Linked DNA regions of Triticum aestivum: region 2 is linked to region 1. Evidence: chromatin contacts called from public Hi-C data. All regions are on one chromosome and are shown on one strand. Each heading gives the region's core, a stretch centred on a gene start, on an enhancer-like site or on the middle of the called end of the contact. The rest is flanking DNA. Distances are from core to core; before and after follow the strand shown. Region 1 holds the start of LOC123164999. Region 2 holds the start of LOC123166724.

Region 1 (2,803 bases), core at 149-2,648:
CATGCGAACCTGGACAGAAGAATTGTGCGTGAAAAGTTTGACGGCTAAACAATTAAACAAAGGAAAGTTTAGACAATTATGCATGGAAAGTTTCCCTAATATGTGTTATAACGCTCTCTCATATTATTAATTAATGTACAGTGCTACATCACACTTCTACTTAGATGACAATGCATGGCACTTTTAGGCTCTTTCTAGTCATTTTAGTGTGTACATATGGTAAGAATACCATATAGGCTAAAAATGACATGGCAAAATAATTAAACAGGAGAGAGAGCACTATGATTACCCAGAAACAAATGATGCCAAACATGCTAACCTAGACAAAACAATTATGCACGAAAAGTTTGACCGCTAAACAATTAAACAAAGAAAGATTACAAAAATTACAATAATGGGTTATAAGCCTACTTACATGGCATTTTTGCCTATTCAAAGAAGAGAGGCAGTCAAAAAGAGGAAGTGAGCTCTTATACAATAGTCAATCTCTCTACACATGCTCCTAGGTAAGATGAGTTTAGCAAAACAGGAAAGAAAGTGGAAAATGTTCACTAATCGTAATAGACATATGAGTGAATAATATTGCTAGATCTTGATGTCATGTCAGTATTATACAGCCAGCGGCCGGCTCCAGGTGCTGACTATATTATTAATAATTGCTCTTAGAAGCTAAGCCTTTTTATGTTAGCACCTTACCTAAGCACTTTTCATAATTACATTGCATCGAAATAGGAATGACACCTCCACCGCGGGAGGTCCAGCCTGTAGCGGCAAAGAGTTAGGCACGAACGTGGTGTACCCATAGCTTAGCAGCGTGCCGCGTACCAGGGCACGGACCTGCCGCGGGAGCAGTGAACCGAATCACTTGTGACGCTGCACCCCATCCCCATCCCTTTCTCTCTCCTCCTTTTTCTTCCCACCCATCTCTCTCCATCGGTCGCTGTCACACACACTCTCTCTCGCGCGCGCAGAGCAGAGTATAGGCAGCAGGAGGAGAGAGCACGACGTGACAGGGCCGGACGTACACACCCGCGGAGTGACGGGACTGCCCCTGGGCCAACGAACTGCAAGGAGCGCAGGGGCAGAACCGTCCGCTCGCCCTGGGTGGGGCCGAGGAACGTGGGCCGAGAACGACGACGTCCTTTGCGTGGGGACCAACCACCACTCGCCCGGCCCGTCTCGTGCCCAGCGCCGCAGTCTCTCGCGATTTATCTCGTGTGGATTGTTTCGTGTCGGCAAGGCCAGAGGGCGTGGAGACTGGGAAGCGTGTCGTGGAGGGGGGGGGGGGGGGGGGGGGCGCGATATGTCGGGGAGTGAGTTGCTGCGTGGGGTGCTGCGAAAGGAGGGGTCTTTTTAAAGCCTGGAGCTGTACGCTTCTTTGCTGTCGCTGCAGGGAGAGGGAAGCTGTGGTTGAGAGAGCGTGGTATGGTATCCAGCTGCTAGTATAGGTAGATGGTGTCAAAAAGTTTCTGCCCTCCGTTGGCATCACCTGGACACCGCTCCCTCTCTAGCCGTTGGAGTGGCCGGCATAGCCCACACATCATGTTGTATACAGTTTTGTTTTCTTTTGTCGGAAGCATTTTTAGTAGTCTATACTACTATTAAACAAGCAAACATTTTCTTCTCTAAACACCCCCAGCTAATGTACACACAACAAATCAAAGCAATTATAGCCTCACGATCAGACTCACTTATTTAGATCTAACTGTTAACATAACAACTAACCTCGTCAACAGTACGTTTAGCAATTTTGAGGTGCGGACGAAAACTCTGCCATGAGCGAGCGGACGTTAAAAAAAAGGCTCGCTGGGCAACCACGTAATCCCACCCTCAATTAACGCTAACTTCCTATCTAATCTCACCCGAGCGAGCGGGACGGGGGGCATGCCCGGCGGGTAGTCCGCCTCAGAAGTCCACGCCACAGGGAGCGCAGGATAACCACAGTCGCCGTTGCCATGGCTGGCAAGAGCATCGAGGCTGCTTCCTCTCCGTTCAGGACGCTGGTCTGGCGTCGGGCCGGAACAAGGTGTCGTTCTTTCTGTGCCGCGCGCCGTCCGTTCTTGGCGCGAGAGGGCTACGCCGCCGTCGCAGTTGGCCGTGTTGACGGAGACAACGAGGGCGCCGCCAAGTCCATGCGCCGCCTCGGCCCCAGTAGCTTGGAGTCTAAAGGGATCGTGCCGTTCCATGGTGCAGACCCTGCGCCGTCGTCCTTGGCCGCGCGGGGCTGCAGATCGCACCGACGGCCAGAGGCGACCACCCGTGCGGCTGCGTTCAAAGGCGCTGTGCACAGGGAGATGGCCAGCCTCCCAGAGAGGAAGACACCGATCAGAATCGACATGATTTTCTTACCATGGTGTAATCTTGAGCACGCAAAGGCGCTGTGCACAGGAGATGGCTGGCCTCCCGGAGAGGATGACACTGGTAAGAATCGACATGATTTTCTTATACCTTATTCAAACCAAGACTCTTGTGCATCGATATTGCTTGATGGATTCATATCTTGTGTATTCATACCTAGACTGTACGTTCAGAACCTACAGTTGTTTGTTGAATCTTTTGACTCAGACATCAATAATGCTTGTTTGCCACACCAACGTGAGTTCCCGGATGACACCGAGTAGGATGCATAATTTCCATTGGTTTCATTGTGTTCTTTCCAAAGAAATCTGAACATTTTTAGCTGGTTCCTAACTTTCACGACATCCTTTTGTAAGGTACTGAACTACTTGCCATTAGCTGTTGGTGATGTGGATTCAAACAGTCCACAATTATTTTGCTGAGTTTGGATAAAATTGTACGTATG
Region 2 (2,803 bases), core at 191-2,690, 270 kb after region 1:
GGCTCAAACATCACAGCTCCGACGCCATGCGCAGATGCTCCCCGTCGCAGCAGCAACAACTCCGACGGCCATGGCAGGCAGTGGTCGGCGTCGAAGCTTCTGCCGATTCGTCGCAGCACGGCGGTGCCCCCTTGCAGCAGTAACAACTCCGCCATAGAAGAGAAGGGCCAGCGTGGCCATGGAAGAGAAGGGCCAACGCGGCCATGGAAGTGGGCAGCAAGAGAGATCCCGGCCATGGGAGTGGGCAGCAGAGGAAAGAGGGGATCTGCAGATTGCGAGTCGAAGACGACGATGCGGTAGACAAATGAGTGGTCGTGGGCTTTTGCGTGGGATAAGGCAGGTCGTGGAGCGGCGCGTGGGGCCGAGCGAGGGGACGCGTGTCGATCGCTGGAGGAGGCTTGCGTTTTGTTCTTTTCATCCGGCTTAAAACAACGGAAAAACTAACGCCCACACGTGTGGGCGTTTGCACATCGCCCACACGCCTCCATCATCACTCATTTTGCCTCGTATGAACGGATGACATCAGCAAAAATCTTTTTGATTTTTGGCTTAAAAATATTTTATCTCCTAATTAAAAATCAAATTAAAAATCCGTTTTCACCATTAAATCCGTCTCGACGAGATCTTCAAAACTAGATCTCATGTTGATATGTTTCGACGAAATTTTTTTTGCCCAAAAGTTGCCATAATGTTTACACTGTAGTTGTCATAGTGCTTAAACTAAAGTTGCCATGTGGCAATTTTAGTTTGTAGAGCATGTCAATTTTAATTTTTTGATGATGACAATTCCAGTACTTTGACCATAAAAATATTTTTTTATGAACCATGACAATTTTAAGTGCATGTATGATGGCAATTTTGTTTATGGTGCATGGCAAGTCTAGTTTCTTAATTCTCCGTTTTATAATATGTCAAAATTTACTTTTCAATGTAGAAGAAAATAGTTGAAACATATCATGGCAACTTCAGTGTAAACATCATGACAATTCATGTGCAATAGACATGGCAACTTTTAATAAAAATAAAATTCATCGAAATATATTGATATGACATCTAGTTTCGAAGATCTCGTCGCGGGGGATTTAATGGTGAAAACAGATATTCAATCGGATTTTTCATTTAAGAGATAAAACATTTTGTAAACTGAAAATCAAAAAAGATTTCCACATGAATGCATGCGGTGATATGGCATAGTCTATGTGTTATAGGACGTGTGGACGGATTTGACTCCCAGCACACGATATGGGCGTTAGCGTTGTCCTAAAGAACCTTGCTATGTGTACGACGAGTTTTCTGCCCAACACTGTATGATTAGAGATAATTATAAATAATTCAGTTTGTGGGCCATAGCATCTACAGATGATTTGCTTTTTGGTCATACCGTTCGGACGAGAAAAGCATCGTATGCAAAGCAGTTTCATGTCATAAAACAAACGTTTTCCCTCTATTTAATCGCAACCGCGGCCGTGAGTCGGCAACATCTACTGGCTACTCGATTCGTCGCGCGGGTGGAGGTAGCTCACTCATGGCCAGGGCCAGGACCGCGATGGGTCGATGCCTTCGCCGCCGCCGGCCGCAGGCGTCCTGCCGCGACGACCGGATCAGCGCCCTCCCCGACGATCTCCTTCTTTCGGTCCTGCGCCGCCTCGACATCCGGACGGCGCTCGGCACCGCCGCCCTCTCCAGGCGCTGGGCCCGCCTCAACCGTGAGCTCCCTGTCCTCAGCTTCAGCGTCGACGGCATGCTCCCGCCGCGCTACCACCTATGGGTCCAGCTCTGCCGCAACATTGGGGGAGCTATTTTTTTCCAGTACGAAAGGCACGCAATGACACGGGAGCTCATGCCCAACATCACAAGGTACGAGCACCGCGCCATGCGCGCCATGACCAGGTCCGTCGAGAGCTTCTTGGGCACCGTCGCTCGCCGGAGGAGGGTCAGCAGGCTCAGGGTGGAGTTCTTCGTCACCCACAACACCGGCTGCCTGAACCAGCTCATCGCGGAGGCCGTCGACGCTTGGGGGGTGGACGACCTCGAAGCTGTTGCCAAGCCAATCTACAATCAACCAGGAGCAGTCCACAGCTTTGGGGGCCATGGCCTGTGCAAGGAGCACGGCGCGGCACGCCTGCAAAGCCTCAAGCTTGGAGGCTGCGTGCTCCCGCCGCTGCACGAGTACGGCGCGCTCACCATGCTCGTCCTGCAGGACATACCGGATTCGGCGCCCGAGGCGACCTACGAGGGCGTCTTCACCTCGTGCCTGCAGCTGCAGGTCCTGCACCTCATCTCCTGCAGGTGCAGCGGGAGCAGGGGCGTTGTCGTGGACGCCCCCATGTCGAAGATCAGGGAGCTCGTTGTGGACAGGTGCAGGTTCAGACGGATGCGCCTGAGGGCTCTTCCTAGCCTCGAGAGCCTTGCCTCCGAGGGGATCATAGTGCACTTGGAGGAGTCCACCTCGTTTCCCCGCCTCGGGAAATATAACCTCACCTTGTGCCTCGGGATGACACTGCAAAGGTTTCGCCAAGCTCTATCGCAGCACCTGAAGATAGAGCCTGAAACGTTCCTTCGACGCATGCCGGGCATCAGGCTCACTGGGCCTGACAGATGGATCGTGCCGTCGAGCCCCCCATCGCCGCCATTGTTGCCGAACCTGAGGAGGCTGCTGGTCGCCGACGTGCCTTCATCCTGGGATGTCTCGTGGCCCCGTCTCCTCCTCGAGGCGGCGCCTTCCCTGGAGACCCTCCACATCCACATCGCAGCTTGCCTAGAAGAGAAGCCCGGTGATGAGATACCCTGGCGACCCACCATG

The links. Hi-C and Micro-C count contacts between places; a contact is called where the count stands out from the background.
Region 2: a contact with region 1 is called in a Hi-C map of leaf, with 7 times the contacts expected there. The contact joins the promoter of LOC123166724 here to the promoter of LOC123164999 in region 1. A contact is called at or near these places in 3 of 5 Hi-C or Micro-C datasets (all in leaf).

What each region holds. Positions count from the first base shown.
Region 1 is chr7D:366,336,645-366,339,447 of IWGSC CS RefSeq v2.1, forward strand. LOC123164999 reads left to right here and starts at 1,399. Exons shown (of 3, transcript XR_006482736.1): 1 at 1,399-2,421.
Region 2 is chr7D:366,611,008-366,613,810 of IWGSC CS RefSeq v2.1, forward strand. LOC123166724 reads left to right here and starts at 1,441. Exons shown (of 1, transcript XM_044584515.1): 1 at 1,441-2,803. The coding sequence starts at 1,526.